Linked DNA regions of Zea mays: regions 1 and 2 are each linked to region 3. A link is a contact called in public Hi-C data. All regions are on one chromosome and are shown on one strand. Each heading gives the region's core, a stretch centred on a gene start, on an enhancer-like site or on the middle of the called end of the contact. The rest is flanking DNA. Distances are from core to core; before and after follow the strand shown.

Region 1 (2,798 bases), core at 105-2,604, 650 kb after region 3:
GATTGCACATACATAATCTCATATCTCAGTCGATCCATGATTCGACTTGAGATGCTACCCGTTGACAAGCACTTATAATCAACCCGAATCATAAAGGAAAAGTCAACTTTATATTCGCAATAAGATTTAAGGATCAGATCAAATTAGAATTGGACTATATTTCTATTATTTTTTAACTAAAAAATATTTAAACCTCTAACATTTTATGAAAAAAGTATTTTGATCGAGATTTAACTACCCTATCTGTCGCATTTGTTCACTACACGACATCACCGGTGGGCGGTGGCCCGTGTGGCTGAAGTGTCAACCTCATCATTCCATTTCCAGCAAGCGATCCGTCCACTAACAAGTGCGCTTGCTCCGCAACCAGATTTGGATTAATTTTTTTCTCCAAACTGCTTACCGTAGTTTGTCTAAACAATTGTCAAATTTATTAAACATACTACTCTCTCGATTCTAAAATATAGTTATTTTTATATCTTATTTTCTATCTACATTCGAATAAATGATAATAAATATATACATAAAACCTATATTTATAGGTTGATTAATGAATGTATATTTAATCTAAAACGAATTATATTATGATATCACAAACTATCAAACAAACAATGGATCCACTTTACTCTAGTATTAGTATATATTTTGACAAAAAAAAGTATTTTAGTTACATTACATCCTGATTAAGGGATTATTCAGCGTTTTTCAAGCTTTTATACATAATAGATCCTGACCCAAAACGTTGGCCATTTTGCTTCTTAGTCTTCTGAGCATGACTCCTTTTGCACAGGAAACGGCTTCTTTTCTCTAAAGAATCAAATCCTCAAATTCAGATCATCACGAGCTGCTCCTAACCAGCTATCAATGCTGTGGATTCAATGCTGTAGGACGGAGTCGACAATGTTGTGGATTCAATAAGAGATGTGAATTAATTAGTTTGCAGACAATACAAATAGACAAACATTGTATAATACCATTGTCTCTTAGATGATATAGCATATTCTTGTATACTGAGACGCAGTGAATATGTCATAAGGTGTTTAATTGTATTCTTGAAAACTATGTTTTTAATACCGTGTTATTCTAGATATCATGATATTTTTGGAGTATTAAAAACTCCACTTTAACCTCAAAGTTTTCATGGTATGGTTAGCTTTTGCCTAATATTACGATTTAAAATGTTGCATTTAAAAATGTTTCTCAAAATCATGGTATTTTTGGAGCTGACAAAATATAGCATTGTAGAACCAAGGTTTTGAGAACATTGTACCCAAAGAGGCTCTTAACTAAACGACATCAGCTAGAACCAGCCTTAACTACACGACATCAGCGGTGGCCCGTGTGGCGAAGTGTCAACCTCATCATTCCATCTCCAGCAGGCAATCCGTCCACTAGCAAATGCTTTTGCTCCGCAACTAGATCTGGAATGATTTTTTCTTCTCCAACTACAAACCGTAATTTGTCTAAACAAATTGTCGAATTTATGAAACCTACAAGTACTTTATATCTCTCGTGTCAGTGAAGGGAGAAAGGTGATATCACAAAGTATCAAACAAACAATGGATCCGCCTTGCTCTAGTGTTTTAGTTACATCCTGATTACGGAATTATTCACCTTTCTTCATCCTGACCCAAAACGTGGGGGCGTTTTGCTTCCTCGTCTTCTGAGCACGACTTCTTTTACACATGAAACGATTTCCTTTATCTAAAGAATCAGATCCTCAAATTCAGATCATCACGAGCTGCTCCTAACCAGCTATGAATACCAAGCTTTGCCTCACTACTGGAACCGAGCAAACCAAGGAGCCAAAAATTCCCGTGAGACCATAAGCGATGGCGCAGAAAGGAAGCGCTTCAGGTTCCTTGGCTGACAGTGCTGCTGTCCCCAGTCCATGAGCACTACACCATCATCAGCCAAGCAAGATTACATTCAGACACATGCTCACAAACGAAGGATTACCAAACGATGCAGAACGGCATTGTATCCAGAAAATTACCTGGAAGCTGTCCCTATTCCTCTGGCGATGGGGTCGTTGAGACCAAGTTTATCCATAGCTACTTGCACGAAATTCGCGCCAATGAGCCCGGTAACGACAACCACGGCAGCGGTTAGGGAAGAGTTTACACCTGAACCACAAGAAACCATGAGCCATCAGTGCTCCTCAGCCAATTACTGCAGAGACACATAGCAGAAAGAATTAACTGCTAAGGATTGGAATTGGGATAATCACTACATGTTTTAAGTCAGGTAATTGACCTATGGTTAACTTGCCCGTGAATACAAGCTATGGATATCATGAACACAATCAAATTCACAGGAGGATGGACTGCCAAGATTTACCTTCAAAGAAAGATACTATGCTCAAAGCCAGCGCCACAGTTATACACCTTGGCAATATGGATATGGTTAACGATGGCTCCAGCCCAATCAGGCGCCCTATGACAGCGGTTGAGTACAGAGAGAATGTCGACGCAATGGCAATTGATGTGAAAATCTCTGCTGCGTGCCTCTTTACAAGCTGAAATCAGGGGTTCAAGAGCATGGACAAGTTGACAGATCACATAAAAGGCACTTGCAGCGGAGCAGAGCTTAACCGAAATGATGTCACAAGATAACCATGTGCAGTAGTACCTTTCTCTGTTTGAACATTGAGAATGCAAATGATATGATCACAGACCCAAGGAAACCCATTAGTACGTCACCAGCTCCAGGATTAGAGGGCGCCTTTGTGAGGTAATCACCTGGACAACCACTTTTTCTGAGAGCACAGTAATATCATGGGTATGTTCTTATGTCAA
Region 2 (2,932 bases), core at 127-2,626, 860 kb after region 3:
ATGTAATTATACAGTATCCTCAATTTAGAGGATATGAAAAGAATGAGAAACCTAAGCTGCAGGAGAGGTCTGCTCTGAGTCATGAAGCAAAACGCCTCACACACGAAAAGGGAAAATACAACTAGACTTGTTGTGCTGTTGGATCTTGTTATACAGATAGTATAATATGATGCATCTTTGTACAATTTTGGCAGCAAAGCAGGCACAATTTTATGAATACAGAATGCTCGCAAATTCAAGCGCGCACGCACATATCACACAGACACAACAATGGTTTTTAAAGCGGTAAGGCGGTCCAAGGCGTTGGAGCACCGCCTGGACGCCTAGGCGAGGTAGGCGGGCAAGGCGCCTAGACGTTAGACCACCGCCCTGACGCCTAGGCGACGCCTTAAGAACAGAGGACACAACAGAAGGAGGTCCCTACTGACAAATTGGGCATGCTAGTTAGAAATGACCGAACATGTTAATACTAGACTGTGCATCATACTGTAACGATGAATAATAAGGGGAAAATGAGAGATGCTTTGCTTTTCTGAATCTGAATTAGTAGCTAGCACTAGTAACAAACAAAAGAGTGTATATATATATTTACTAACTTGCAGTGCCGCAGGGATTCGTATCGCTCTTCCTGGGTCATGACGGTCTTGCCCTTGTAGCGGTAGGTTAGCTCGTCGTTGCAGCATCCGACGAGAAGATAGGTGTTGGGGAACCTGCGAGGTGTCGCAAAACGACACGTCAGAATCAAAACGAAACGGATGGCACTGGCACGCATGGAATCAAGCGCATCCAGATCAAGGTGATGGAGGTTGTTGAGATGTCAACTCCGGCGGGGCGGCGTGGGTTTGGCGGGCACGCGCAAGACGAGCCTGAGGGAGCGGCAAGCGCGCCGCGGCCGGCGTCGTGCAGATCTGATCTAATCTGAGACTCTTGAGTCCGAGGCATCGATATCGATGGATGGATATCAAATCGATGTGTCATTGGGGCCGATCTGACATGAAGAAAGTGAGGGGGAGGGGTAGAAGAGAAGGGACCGTACAGCATCTTGGCCTGCTCGAGGGCGCGGGCGTGGCCGAAGTGGAAGAGATCGAAGATGCCGTCGGCGTAGACGCGCACGGGGCGGTCGTCCTCGGCCTTCCTCTTTGCGGCGGTGCTGGTGTCGGTGCTGCTGAGCGCGGAGGCGGGCTTGGCGCCCTGCCGCTTCTTGGCATTGGAGACGCGCGCCATCTTTCTCGCTGGGATGGTAACGATTTGCGCAGGCGAAGGGGGGTTGGAGGTGGATGGCTGCCTGGTCGAACTGCTCAGTTCGGCCTCCCTTCCTGGGAGGGCAAGGCCGCGTGCAGGCTCGCCAATAAAAAGGCGCGGATCGCTGCGGAACTCGATCCATCCACCTGGTGGGGGCGCGGGGTTGAAGGCGGGGAGCGGCGGGACCGTGTCCACTCCACGGTGTCCGTGTCAACCGCCCATGTGCTGGGAATCCACAAAACATCGCTACTTTGAAACAATCTAAGGCTAGGCTAACCACATTTTTTTCTAAGAATTTTCATTTTCCCAAGAAAAAATAAATTAATTTTCTATAAAAAAATAGAAATCACTTGGAAAAATATGGTTCCAAACTAGTACTAAATAAAATATCACTCGTTTTCAAGCAATTTTAAAAACAGCATCAGTTTCATCAAATAAATTTAGAAACAGCATTTCATCTATATTTTTTCATTCTTTTATTTCTCAGCTCACAAAAACTGGACCAAATTGCCCCTATCATTTCCCAGCCTTATTTTTTATCTATTCAGTCCATAAGAACAACATAAATGCGTACAAATATATGAACACTATTTTATATTATTAAGAATAATATTAAACATACAAATAAACACAAATATTTTGTAAGGATAAAGTTTAGATTTAACAATTAAACTTCAAAACTATATTCTGGGATGGAGGGAGTAGTTTTTATACAACATATTTTTTTAATAAGACAAATGATTGAAGTTTTTGAAAAAAACAACCACGTCAAATAAAAAGGAACAGAGAAAGTACATTTGAAGACCATTCGATGAACCAAGTATGTCTAAATTTTAGTAGCTTGATGTTGAAAATATTTAGGTTTGAAATTCAACGGTTAAATCTAAACTTTTTCCTTCATAAAAAAATATGTGCCTATTTGTATGTTTAACACTATAAAAATAAGGGTAATTCCATGTATGCCATCGGGAATTATTTTCATCTCTTATGTGTCACTGGTCCCACATGTCACACACACAAAAAAATCTTATATGCCACCCATGGCACACAAGGGATGAAAATACATTTTGATGGCATACATGGAATTAGTCCATAAAAATAGAGCTTATATGTTTTATCAGTTTATGTTTTTATGGACATAAGAGATAAAAATAGGATGTGAAATGAATAGGGATAATTTGGTCTATCTATATGTGGTGTAAGCAATAAAAAATGCAAAATATAGATAGGGTGTTATTTTCTGAAATAATTTGGTGAAACCGGTGCTATTCTATGAAATGCTTGAAAATGGATACTATTTTCTAAACGTCTTCTCAAACCAGTGTTGTTTTGTGGATTCTCCCCTGCGCGCGAGGGCTTGGGACCTGCACGACAGGGATAAAAAAACGGTTTCTTCTTATCGGACCAGACCAGTAACAATTTTTTAGCCAGTTTTTTGAAATTCATTTGAAATTCACGAAACTTGAAAAATATTAAAAAACAGCGAAATAGATTAAAAAAATAACGAAAACCGGTAAAACCCAGCGTCTTCTAAATCGAGAAATCCGAGAAACTGTTTTGTTTGAATTTAAAATGTAAATCGGTCAAAGAATTTAAATACCAACAAAATTTGGCTTCTCGATTGGTAAAACGGATTTCTCGGTTGGATACACAATTTCTCGTCGGGGTTCACATCATTTGTTTTTGTTTT
Region 3 (2,753 bases), core at 109-2,608:
CGTGTCAATTCTATCAATGTAGAATTGGATGGCTTCAGATGGAAAACCTGATTTGCACAGACTACTCAACACAGAATTGCAGGCCACAAGATCAAGAGAGATATCGGAGCTTAAAATCAAGCTGTGAAGAAGGCCCATATTCTGTGAAAACTGCAATACCTGAGCTAAAGTAGATAAAGTGTATGCATCTGGCTTTATCTGACTGCCAAGAATATGCATGTAAATATTTAGTGCCTCATTGTATCTTCTCTCCTTTAGCATGCTGTCCATCAGAACATTATACAAAACAATGTCTGGTCTGCAACTAGCGGACATCATTGACCCCAAAAGCTCGCTGGCCTTTTCATGCCTACCAGCTCGCAACAATCCCCTGACAAGTGGAGTGTAGGTGACCACTGAAGGAGAAGAACCAGAATCCGCCATCTTTGCAAGCATATTACAAGCCTCCTCTAGTCGCCCCTCACGGCACAGACGAGCGATCAAACATGTCCACATGGCTGAGGTGAGATTGCAACCCGAAACAAGCGCGAAAGAAAACAGCTGCAGAAGCTCAGACATAGTTCCAGCCTTACTGCAGCAGGCAAAAACCGCAGTGAGAGAAGCTGCACTTGGGACAAACCCCAGCTGTAGCATTTCAATAAAACAACTCCGGGCTCCTGACCAGCCCCCAGCCCTGCAGAGATGGGTGAGCACAATGGCGTAGGTGAGGTAATTGGGTGCCGGGTAGTACTGCAACGTGTGTCGCGCTGCGTCGAGATGGCCTGTCCTGAGCTGGACGTCGAGGACGACATTGCAGGCGAAGGCATTGGGTTGGAATCCCCAAAGGCGCATTTGATAGAACAGATCGAGTACGATAGGGTAGAGCCCCCCGCGCCAGTAGAGCCTGAGCAGGAGCAGGAAAGTCTGGGGCTTGACGTGGACGCCGAGGGCCTGGAGCTCGCGGATAAGCTTGTTGGCAGTGCCGAGGCGAGAGGCGAGGCGGGAGGCGGCGGGGAGGAGGCGGTCGAAGGAGGAAGGCGGGTGGAAATAGCCGGGGCGGCGGGCACACCACAGGAAGAAGGAGAGCGCGATGCCGTCTGAGGGGCAGCGAGCGACGGCGGCTTCGACTATCTGCGGCGTTGGCAGCTGCGGCGGAGGCTGAGGCTGGGGCTTGGAAGCGAAGAAAGCGGCTGCGAGCGGCGCCGTCCTCCTGCGCGTGCCGTGGAGCATGGAAGCAAGTGAGCGGGTACCGAGGCGTCGTCGCAAGCATTGCAAGCCCAGACGACGCGCGGGAGGGAAGTAGGGAACACAAGCAACGGTGCGGCGCTCAATCGCCGCCGGTTGGCTGCCGCACGGCGGCGGCGTGTGGGCACGCTGCTTCAGCTGCAGCCTGCAGGTAGCCCATGAACGTGCGGCCCACGGGCCCAGCCTGAGCCCACTTCCACGTCCTATACAAATGGAAAAGAAAATTATATTAGCACCATCAACTTATTGGTGGTGGACTCATGGTCTACTTCAGTCACTCACTATAAAACTAAAGACAATTGCATGATCGTCTCTTCTCACGATTCTAACTATATTTTTATCCCTAATTTTCGAATTTTGCACCATTGTGCTTCTTTTTTTAAACGAAACACCTGATTCTGTTATAAACACATAACGATGTTGCCATTTGCCCCTTTTATTATCAACTTTTTTGCAAATTTGCTCTCGCTTTGATATAAAAGTTAGTATAAGTAAGACATAAATCCGACTATAAATTTGAAAATCCATTTTTTTTCCAAATTCAAAGTTTTAAAAACATCAAATTTATTGAAAACAAATTAAATTTAACATTACATTTTAACGATTTTTTATTAATATTTTAATTACAATAGAAGTTTAGAGTATAAGTAAGTATGACTAAATCGATCATAAATTTGAAAATCAATTACTTCAAATTCAAAATTTCAAATACTTCGAATTTAATAAAAAATTAAATTTAACATTATAATTTAACAAAATTAAATGTAATGTTAAATTTAATTTTTTTTCATTAAATTCGAAGTAATTGAAATTTTGAACTTGAAATAATTGGTGTTCAAATTTATGGTCGGACTTATGTCATACTTATACTCTAAACTTTTATATCAACGTGGGGTGCAAATTAGCAATCAGTTGATGATAAGTGTTTTCATTAAATTCGAAGTATTGAAATAAAAAATTAAATTTAAGGTCAAAATTATGTCATACTTATACTCTAAACTTTTATATCAAAGTGTGGGCAAATTTACAAACAATTGATAATAAAAGGGGCAATGGTGCAATGGTACGAACGTATTTTTTTAGATAATGCTTACAACGAAATAGGGGCAAACAAAGGTTTTTGTTTCAAAAGGGGGCAATGGTGCAAAGTTCGAAAAATATGGATAAAATGGATTTAAAATCGTGAGCAAGGTCAACCATGCAATTGTCCCATAAAACTGTGTATTCTACCCTCAAACTATTGAAAATGCTAAATAATCCCTTGAGACGGTTTTGAAAGTGGTTTTACTGATGTGTTATTTTTAGAAATCTATATTATGGGGGGTGGATATCCTTGGGTGGCCATAACTCGACTATGATCCGTGGGTCGCTCGAGAGACCTTGTTGGGTCGGGTGGCTAGGCATCACAAGTTATAAGTCGGATACGACCAGACATAGGCGGAACCGTGGTTACATGGGCGTCAAGGCGCGTGGACCGAATCTTGTGCATACATAGGGCACGATGTGCTCCTAAGGACTCGTCGACTTCC

The links. A called contact is a pair of places that touch in the nucleus more often than the background predicts.
Region 1: a Hi-C map of leaf shows a contact between it and region 3, with 7 times the contacts expected there. The contact joins two enhancer-like sites. A contact is called at or near these places in 2 of 25 Hi-C or Micro-C datasets (ear and leaf).
Region 2: a Hi-C map of tassel shows a contact between it and region 3, with 2.7 times the contacts expected there. The contact joins the promoter of LOC100283945 here to the enhancer-like site in region 3. A contact is called at or near these places in 3 of 25 Hi-C or Micro-C datasets (ear, leaf and tassel).

Annotation. Positions count from the first base shown.
Region 1 is chr1:107,073,192-107,075,989 of Zm-B73-REFERENCE-NAM-5.0, forward strand. It overlaps LOC100285209 (lrgB-like family protein), which reads right to left. Exons shown (of 8, transcript NM_001158103.2): 5 at 2,632-2,741; 6 at 2,341-2,518; 7 at 1,997-2,126; 8 at 1,408-1,898. The coding sequence ends at 1,748. Among protein-coding and RNA genes, the nearest start is that of LOC100285209, 11 kb to the right of the region's middle. Within about 2 kb of position 1,355, at least 6 of the 20 cell types and tissues checked have an H3K27ac peak or open chromatin away from gene starts, as enhancers often do. A contact at or near this core is called in leaf, where this site is marked.
Region 2 is chr1:107,277,240-107,280,171 of Zm-B73-REFERENCE-NAM-5.0, forward strand. LOC100283945 (choline-phosphate cytidylyltransferase B) reads right to left here and starts at 1,377. Exons shown (of 8, transcript NM_001156843.2): 1 at 1,037-1,377; 2 at 597-710. The coding sequence starts at 1,224.
Region 3 is chr1:106,418,428-106,421,180 of Zm-B73-REFERENCE-NAM-5.0, forward strand. LOC103644840 (putative pentatricopeptide repeat-containing protein) reads right to left here. Exons shown (of 4, transcript XM_020542082.1): 2 at 1-1,427. Among protein-coding and RNA genes, the nearest start is that of LOC103644840, 7.7 kb to the right of the region's middle. Within about 2 kb of position 1,359, at least 17 of the 20 cell types and tissues checked have an H3K27ac peak or open chromatin away from gene starts, as enhancers often do. A contact at or near this core is called in ear, leaf and tassel, where this site is marked.